3 separate regions of the Mus musculus genome follow, and regions 1 and 3 are each linked to region 2. The links are chromatin contacts, called in public Hi-C maps. All regions are on one chromosome and are shown on one strand. Each heading gives the region's core, a stretch centred on a gene start, on an enhancer-like site or on the middle of the called end of the contact. The rest is flanking DNA. Distances are from core to core; before and after follow the strand shown.

What was found. A called contact is a pair of places that touch in the nucleus more often than the background predicts.
Region 1: a contact with region 2 is called in a Hi-C map of uterus, with 4 times the contacts expected there. The contact joins two enhancer-like sites. A contact is called at or near these places in 1 of 15 datasets of contacts at CTCF or cohesin (pro-B cells) and 9 of 484 Hi-C or Micro-C datasets (the G1E-ER4 cell line, the N1E-115 cell line, nephron progenitors and 1 more).
Region 3: a Hi-C map of uterus shows a contact between it and region 2, with 4 times the contacts expected there. The contact joins two enhancer-like sites. A contact is called at or near these places in 8 of 484 Hi-C or Micro-C datasets (the N1E-115 cell line, embryonic fibroblasts, nephron progenitors and 1 more).

The regions. Positions count from the first base shown.
Region 1 is chr15:32,019,191-32,022,395 of GRCm38.p6, reverse strand. No RefSeq gene overlaps it. Among named protein-coding and RNA genes, the nearest start is that of Gm32499, 140 kb to the left of the region's middle. Within about 2 kb of position 1,890, at least 31 of the 459 cell types and tissues checked have an H3K27ac peak or open chromatin away from gene starts, as enhancers often do. A contact at or near this core is called in uterus, where this site is marked.
Region 2 is chr15:32,130,979-32,133,958 of GRCm38.p6, reverse strand. No RefSeq gene overlaps it. Among named protein-coding and RNA genes, the nearest start is that of Gm32499, 24 kb to the left of the region's middle. Within about 2 kb of position 1,353, at least 4 of the 459 cell types and tissues checked have an H3K27ac peak or open chromatin away from gene starts, as enhancers often do. A contact at or near this core is called in uterus, where this site is marked.
Region 3 is chr15:32,040,348-32,043,741 of GRCm38.p6, reverse strand. No RefSeq gene overlaps it. Among named protein-coding and RNA genes, the nearest start is that of Gm32499, 110 kb to the left of the region's middle. Within about 2 kb of position 1,406, at least 19 of the 459 cell types and tissues checked have an H3K27ac peak or open chromatin away from gene starts, as enhancers often do. A contact at or near this core is called in uterus, where this site is marked.

The DNA.
Region 1 (3,205 bases), core at 641-3,140, 110 kb after region 2:
CTTACAAAATAGCTATGTAGAAATGTACCTCTGTAGAAACTTCCTAGTATATTGAATCCTATAGTCATAATATATAATCATAAATTAAATAATATATGAATATATATTATTTAAGTAGAGTTACCCTATAGCAAAGAAACATACCCCTACCATATAGTACAAGCTAATAAATAGCCCAGGAACGGCTAATAAATAGCTAGGGATGGTCACCTCTTTTGGAGGTATTGTCTGGCAAAGTTTTACAGATAGACACCCAAACACTGTAAGCTATTGCTTGATCTCTTCTCTTCTCTTCTCTTCTCTTCTCTTCTCTTCTCTTCTCTTCTCTTCTCTTCTCTTCTCTCCCTCTTTCTCTCTGCATAGTTAAGTAGATAGATGGATGGATAGATAGATAGATAGATAGATAGATAGATAGACAGATAGATAGATATGTGTGTGTATATATGTGTGTGTGTTTATCATCCCTTCCTCTCTTGCTGCCTCCCACCTCCCCCCTCTCCAATTTGCCCTACTTCTCTTGATTGAGAGACCAAAAAGAAAAAAAGTCCCTCAAACTACAATACACAGTAGTGACTAAGTTCTCTCATGTTAAGGGACTTTTATTTAAGCTGGGATATCTGCATGCAATTCTGAACAGCAAAGAAGAACTGCTTTGGAGTTTCTAGTGTGATCCGTCTTTATATTCTGAAGCCTATTTCTCATGCAGATGCCCCACAAAAGTGCAAATGGGGGAACAGTCTACATTGCAGATCAAAATTAAAACTCACTGAAGCATTGGTCTGCATCTGCAGACTAATCCGTTGGTCTTATGCCCGTTTTCTGTTTAGGATGAAGGGCAACACAGATGGATCTGAACCATTACCATTCTACAACTTATCTTTCCCACTGCCCGTGTGCACTTACAGAAGTGTAGTCTCTCACCAAGCTAAACAGAAGGTAAAATGTGGAAAAAACAATCGTAATTCTTTTCCTGGCTCTGTCAGAGAAAATGCATGTGACCTTGGTGGGGGCTGGGAGGGAGTATCTTTTCCCTGTCTTTCCTCATTTTTCAAAGCAGAGAAAGCAAAACTCCATTCATTTAGTAATAAATTATCCTATTACTAAGCATAAACACTGTTATTGTTTAGCCTTTATTTCTGCAATCTGTCAGGACATTCTGAAATTTCTCCATAAAACACACAACTTAATGCACTGTTTTTCCTTTCTTCTTTTGCATGGTGTGTCTGGAGGAGGCAAGGCAGAAGGGTGAACACATGGCCTGGGTAAATGAAATGCTATTTAATTTATTTTCAAATGGATAAAAGGAAATGTAATTAAGCTCCCTAAAAGCCTTCCAAATAAACTTCTCTTTAAAAAGTGGAAAGGAAGATCGTTAACTTATCAAAGTCGTAAATCAGAGTCCATGACACTTGGAGATGAGAACCAGACTGGGATAGCCAGCAGAGGAGCAACTGTCATGGAAGCCAGGCTTCTCAGGACACAGAAAAGGCCAGGCAGGAAGCACAGGAAGCAGACATATTCTGTGTCTGAAGACTCAAGCTCAGATTGGTGTAAGTGAGCACCCCTCCCCCACGTTTTCATCTCCCCTCCCCTCTGCCTCTGCTATTCCCTCCCCTCTGTCTTCATTCCCCTCCACTCCCTTTTCCTCTCCTCCGTTTTGACTTCCCTCCCCTTCTTCTCTCTTTATCTGGTCTTCATGCACGTACAATTAAATATGTTTGTACGTTTTCATTTAATGGCAAATGCCAAGGCGTGCTACAAAGCCACAGAAAGACAGCATTATGGATGGATCTGTAGCCCTCTAGAGAAACACTACTTCTGTTACATATGCCTGCTGCAAAGGACAGTGGAGGAACTCTGACAAACAATAGCCACTGGAGAGTCTGTACTGTTTTGTCAGTTAAATTTACTTTCACTTTCAGGAAGGGCCATATTAGAACCAAATGTAGCTGCCTAACACCTTGTGTGTGGTTCCAGCTTATTGTTGGCTTAGCTTCACAAAAGTTATTAAATGCCTCAAGATCAACATTTTTTTTTATTTTGCCAAAATTTGTTCTCTCCAGGAAAGTAAAGCTAAAATAAATAAATAAATAAAATAACCCAAGCCTCTAATTATATTCTAGGGCTCTGTGATTCTGTTTGAAATGGAACTGATCACTCTCTTAGGGTCATTATTTTTTTTGAAATTTATACACAAAGGAACTGATGTTATTAGGACCCTTTAATATATATACTTCCCTAATGTGGACAGGTATAGGGCCCAATTGTAAACTGATTGTGGCTTGTCATGTATTGGTATGACTCAGGTAATCAAAGTAAAATTTTCCCCACTCAAATGTTATTTTAAACATTTTTAAATGAAATAAGTTTAAGCAGTGACTATCTTATGATCTACACTTTATCAGCTGTCATATGCTTAGTGCTGTAAGCTTTCCTGCCTTTCAACATGACCAAGTATAAATGTGTTCCTTCAGTGTTTTAAAAGATCATGTTAATCTGACATAAAATATGATGGTATATGACAATGAATTGTAATTGATTTTATTGGATCATTGAACCAAAGGTAGCAAAGATCTAATCTAATATTATATCATCAAAATAAAGATGTTGAAACTAAAATAAACACAAAATAGTGACCAGGAATAAAGTAGAATTGAAGCACAGTATAAAATCCCTTTCATGAAAATAGTCTCAAAGCACAGATAAACATAAATTGAAAATCCCTTGCTTTTTTTTTTCTTTAAACATCCTCAAGACAGCACAGTTTCCTGCTCATGTGAGACGCTTATCAGAAAGAGTAAGAAGTCACACATCTAAGGAGAAATATTTCTCTGTGGTGTGTAATAAAAATCAGAATTACTGAGCTTTTCCAGCCATCAGCTCTCTTGACCTGTTTGGAAGTCTTCAGTAAAGTTTTCCTAGGTCTGCAGAAGAGCCAGGAAACCTTAAAACAGTTCATAGTTCCGATGATGATATAATTTACAATCTTTACATTTTAAGGATAATTTTCTAATAAAAGCAATTCCATTAGGCAATACAAAAAATACACATTCAAGTAAAATACACTGAGAACAACAGTGACTACTTTGCAATTGGTCTGATGATAAAGGGTGCTCATTATATTGTTCTTTCCACCCCTCAAATTGTCTGCAATATACGTGCTGCAAGCAATCGCGTGCGTGCCGCCAGTAATCTCTGAGGAGAG
Region 2 (2,980 bases), core at 104-2,603:
CAGGGAAAGGGCACAGGAATTGCACATGAGCACTGTCATTGCTCACAGTGACAACCTTCCCAAACCAGAACTATAGAAGGAGTGGGAGAGGGAAGAATAGCAACCTTACAGAGGTTGAAAGCAACACCAACCGCCATAATTCCTGCTGGGATTACATACCCTTGACCTGAGTGGATGACAATGGCCCAGTAGCTCTGTCATTGTCCTAATGCTGGACCAGGCTACTGGCAAATACAGGGAGGAGAAGGGGGAGAGGGAGAGAAAGATATCAGAGGGAGAAATGACAACTAAATGTCATGTGGCATCCTGTAATATTTGGGGCCAGAAAGGGACACTAGGTATTCATAATGGAAACACTGAGTGAAGTATGAGTTTTAATAAAGATACACACTGATATTAGTTCATTAGTTTCGACAAAGATGTCGCAACAGTGTAAGCTGTTGACAGCAAGGAGGAATGGATGCATGGAATACGAGATTCCTCTGAGGTACCTTCTGAGCTGGGCTCTAACTGGAAGATTGTTCTGAAAATTAAAATCCATTAAAGGTTTAAAGTGGGTAATAAAAACCGCCTTCAGGTCCTCCGTAGCTTCCTATTAATTAGAGAGTTATGTGGAAATCCGGCTTTAGTATTGACTGTGTTGCCTGGGATCAATCATCCTTTTTCCCTCTAACACCCTCCCTCTATGCAAGAGTATTTCCTAAAACTGAAACAGAACAATTGTCACCCCAAAACCCAAATGTGAGGCTCATTCCCAGCCCATCACCTAAGGACACGTTGCTTCTGCCTGACAGCCCCTTCCCTCAGGTCTTACTTGGTAAGTAGGTCATCTTGGCAAAGTCAAGCTCAATGTCTTCTGCTCAAGTAAGCCCCTCCCCCACCCTCCTTAAAGGAAGGAGGGAGTACCTGTTCTCTGCAATGTGGTTGCTAGGGAGTGTAAGTGTCTGCCCTCCTTTTACCCTGTGTGTTTTGCAAGGAGCATCCAGAAGCCCCCTTTGAATTGCTGAGTCTTACCTTACTTCAAAACTCAGGCAACAAAGAGCTATATTTTAAGACTTGCGGTCATAGTCAGCTTCAAGTGCTTTGTGTGTCTAAGTTTCTGTTCTTCTCAAGTCTCTGGCAATGGTTTTCTGACTTCCTTTTAATTATCTATGTCCTTGCCAAGTCATGAACTCACTGAAGATGAGGCTGTTTCTTTTCTTTTTCTTTTCTTCTTCTTCTTCTTCTTTTTTTTTTTTCTTTATCTGCAGTGGGATCGGAGTATCTGGGACATTCATGGGAACAGAACTGAATTAATGACCAGCTCAAACACACATTAAATGAGAGGCTGTGCTGCAAAGGTTTACGACTTTTGTAGGTTAACATCTAGCACTATTTTTCCTTGCCAAAATTTGGAAACAACGGAGAGAGAGCCGAGGGTCAGGCAGATTGTGTACAAACCATTACGTTTATTGCTGACACAGCTGAACTGGTAAAGCATGGCTTTGCTGCAGAGCTAAAGCATCTTTATATTTTCCCAAGCATTAGGCAAACAACACGCTTGCCAAAAGTTTCCCTTGGGGTGGTAGACTCAGCTTTCATAGAACTTAAGGTAATTTCACTTCGGCAATTGGTGTAGTCTGTGGGGACAGAAGTAGGACCTGCCACCACACTCAACTGCGTGTCCCAGAGCCAAGGTATTCTCATCCCCCTTTACCGTGTCATGTCACCTTGGATGGAAAACTCCTATGGGACAGTCTATGAAGCTGACATTAAATGGAGAACAGACAAATTCTTAGCTTGGCCAAAGCTTGTCTCCTTCAGATAGAATATGGACTGTACTCTCCTGGGAGACAAACTAGACCAGAGCTGCTTCCTTGGCAGTTCCAGGTGGTCTAAAATGCTTGTGTCACTGGGTAGTACCCACAGGAGTTGGCATTGAAGCCACCATTGTGGTTAATATCATCCAGGAAAGTCAGTGGTTCCAACTAGTCATTCCTTATGTGCTAGAAAAATGACATACTAGGACACATAAGGACATCTACAATCACCATGACTCCTAAGCAGAAGTCATCAATGAACTGAATTCTGAGCAAAGTAGAAACATGGTATCTTTTAAATTTTGTATTGTTGTTATTGTTGTTTGAGACAACATCTCTCTGTATAGCCTGAGGTGACTTTGAATTATTCTTCTTAAGTCTCCTAAGCAGTGAAATTACAAGCTCATGCCAGCCCACCAAGCTGAAGTCATCTCAGGATACAGTCATCACAGGAGTACCAAGGCCCACAGTCACGCTGTTAGGGGGGTCATTTACCCTTTGCTCATTCTGCTCTATTCAATACAAAAGATTCTTTCCCTCCTGAAAATCACTGGATAGCGTATCCTAATGTCCCATATATATTCTAACAATGTAACATTAAAAAGAACATTATAACCTTCGATGTAATTTCATCTCCTATGTAGTCTTCAATCAGGCAGAAAGTCATGTTCTGCAAATACCCTGCTTTGTGAAAAGTCAGGGAAGACATGATTTAAACCCCACATGTAGATTATCTTAAGAAGGCAATATGATTTTACCCTCTAGCTATAGATATGAATATGTAATATATTCATATTATGAGTTAGGATATTTCTTTCGGATATACTAGTAAGGGATTTTCAGTAATTCTTCAAATTATATAATATAAATATCATCTATTAATACATGTATGAATATGTACATATCAATAACATTTATCAATAGGCATGACTTTAGATGTTCTACTCGTTGATGAGATCATACAAGTGACGGGCATCCTGGGGTCGGTAACTACATACTAGAAACCCACCTAGATGCTCATGAAAACAGGCAGAGCATTTACCTGGTCCTCTGTAAAGGACCCATGGTAGCAATGTAGCATGTAAAATACTTAGCATGCAAACCCATATACCTCTAGCCACTGCCTGTGGCACGCATTACTAATTGATCATAGCAGGCTTCTGCCTTGACTTAGATGTAGC
Region 3 (3,394 bases), core at 157-2,656, 90 kb after region 2:
AATCCCTGGGCCAGAAGTCTTGGGTTCTATAAGAAAGCAGGCTGAGCAAGGCAGAGGAAGCAAGAGAGTAAGGAACATCCCTCCATGGCCTCTGCATCAGCTCCTGCTTCCTGCCCTGCTTGAGTTCCAATCCTGACTTCCTTTGGTGATCAACAGCAATGTGGAAAGTGTAAGCTGAATAAACCCTTTCCTTCCCCAACTTGCTTCTTGGTCATGATGTTTGTGCAGCAATAGAAACCCTGACTAAGACACTAGCCAATGCAAATCTATTTCCCACTCCCTTACAGAAGTGGTGATAAGCTTAGGGTGTGCTGACAGAGAGCAAACACTGGCTGACCAGACCCTGGTCCCTTCATACTTTATCTTCTATGTAGCAGCCTGGGTGAAAGAACATAAACCAGGCCTAATCACTTCTGTGTTAAATACTACATTGTCTACCCTCTTGGTTAGTCCACATACCCTCCTGAGCTTCAAGCATGATGGTGTACTGGCATCTGTTTTCTAAGGTGTTGCTAAACCATCCAGGTCACCAGTCATTGAACCTTATGTTTCATATACACCCAATACTTCCCTCCATAAACTGATTCATTCATTTTTCTCTCTCCCTCCCTTCCACCTCTCTCTCTCTGATTAGTTCACAGTGCAGGTTAGACCAGAGAAAGAGTCTCCTGGTGTCTCTGAAGAGTTCTCAGAACACAGTGGCATACAGATGGACATGCTCTGGAAGCCATCTGGACCTCCCCACTCCCTCTCTCCCCTTCTCTCCCCCCCCTCTCTGCCATTAGATCATCAGATAATGAGGTTCTTGCCTGTGTCTCTGGCTAGCAAAGATCTCTTCCTACCCCTCCACTCACACAGACATCCTGCTGACCTTGCTAAGATGGATCTAGATGTTGGAGTAGTGCTGGAGCATGTGAGGAGGCCCCTTTGTACACCACACATGATTCCCAAACTTGGGTTCTACCCAGGCTCAGCCTCCAGCCACCTTGGAAGGGACACTGTGTCCTCACTACTGACACACATATAAAAGCTAGAGATAAAAAATCGTACCCAAAGAATCCAAGCCTCCCTTCCCTGTGACTTCAACATTTCTTAAAGGCAAAAGTTGTTTCTTTGTAATTTTGGAACTACCCATTCCATTTTGAAATGAAATATCCTTGCTTATAGAAAACATCCTTTGGGGATAGTGGGAGTGATGCTTATCTGGGAACTCACAGGGTAAAAGGCAAGCCTTTTATAAGCTGCAGTAAAATCCAGGAAACTTTTCCCAAAAGAAGACAAGCAGGGAGGACAGAAACTCTCAGTAAGAGGGAGGCGAGAGCCCTGGCTCTCAGATGGGAGTTGCCAGAGCTGACAAATGTTTGCAGCTGTCTCTGGCCTCCGTTCCTCCTCGAGGCATAGAGGGCCTGTTTCCTGTCTTCATCAAATCTCTGCAGCCCCATAGCCGCCTCCTGCCTTACTCCACTGGCTTGTGAATACTCCATTAACTTTTAAATCCAGCCATTTAAATGCTTACCTAGCCTAGTTCCCCTTTCCCTCAAAGAAGAATCATTACAACATGTGTCCACTCAAATCATCTCACTTACACATCTGGGAAGATCAGCTAAATGGTTCTACTTTAACTCCTTGGCTATTTAAGAAGGTAATAACACCAACAGAACAAAGTAGGCTGTGAAATGGGCACTTCATCTAACTGCATCTGCCTGACTTAGCCAGTGCAGCCGCTCCGCTGGCTCAGAGGACATATGCCTGGCCAGAATCCTCCGAGGGCCAGATGGCCTCCCGAGCATGCCCATCTGTACCCCACTGTGAGCCCAGCATCCTGCGGACTGTTCAGAAACAACGGGAGACTCTCTCTGGTCTAACCTGCACTGTGAACTTATCAACCTATATTCTTTCCCTTTCATGATGAAAGGGTCATCCTGATATCCTCCAGAATAAAGGAATCATGGGGTTGGTGGACAGAATAAGACTTGCAATTTTACCTTTTCTGTCTTGGTTATTTCTAGTGCTTTAAACTGTGAGCAGCAAGATGATAAAATAGCATATCAGGAAGAATAATGCATCACTAAAGGTCCGCACACTGTTAGCAATCCCGGTTCATGGGCTTACATGTTAGAAACCATCACTTGCAGACAGTAAATGAGTTAATGAATGCAAAAGCCTTTGTAGGACTCCACATTCAAGAGGACAGTGCTAAACCCAGTCTCTAGTGCCTTGCTGTCTGGGTTCCAATCCTTGCTACCTTGCTTCCAGGCTCTGTGATCTTATGCAAATGGATGAACTTCTCTGTGTTTCAGTTTCATTAACACAGATGATAACAGTATTTAGGGCATTAGATGCTTTGAGGCTCAGCTAAGTTAAGCATGTGAAGAATGGGGCTAGACACTCAGTATGCTATGCAGTACAAATACCTACTAGCTCTCAATTTCAGCTCTCAATTTTCTCCCTATTTTCTAGTTTATATTTTTGACGATTTCTAATCAGATATACACCTTGAGACTCTATTCCTATATACTACCTTCTTTCAACCACTCTTAGCATTTAGTATCCCTCTTCCCAAATGGAGCCCCTCGGAGTTGCAAGCCTTTTGTTATGTGTACGGGACTAGTACAGGTGGCCACAGCTGCTGTGTGCTCATGGTTTCCCAGGCCATGTCATATCAAGAAGACGGCATTTCATAGTGTTTCTCCTCTTCCACAGTGTTTCTTAGACCTTGAAGGAGATTATAGAGATAGCTCTTAACACACTATGGATCTACGAATAGCTGCAAATTGACTTCTGAAGGTCTTATCCACACCAACAAACAGGAAATATACTCTTGGTCTTTGGAATTCCCCTGGATGAGGAAAGCCCCCAACATTCCAAGCTGGCAACAGACCAAGGTCTGTCCTCATAGGACCCCACTGAGACTCCCTGACTAGCCAGAGCTCCTGCTCAGAGATCGATGTGCCATTATACACACCTTGGGCACCTTGAAATGCCAGGATATCTAGGACCAGTCATGAGATCCAGAAGTGTCCAGTACAGAAGCAGTGAACACTCAATACAGGCAAAGGGGAGACAAGACCCATCTCATTGTGAGGTCCCATCCTTCTATTTCAGTGTTGTGAAAATTCCAGACTTCCCAGAGAAGCCATTGAAATTATCAAGATTCAGAAGTAACTTTATAAGGTCAACATACACCACACAAAATATATTTATACTTTCTAAGTAGAGATAAGAGCTAAGTCTGGCAGAAAGTTAAGGATATGGAGATAGTCACGAGGTTTTGTGAAATAAAAAATCATCAGGATATAAAACAAAATCAAGAATTGTGTCTACCTTTATCTCCCATCTGCTAAGGGTCTACTGTGGCAAAGTCCCACAGAGCACAAGGCCTACAGCCATAGAA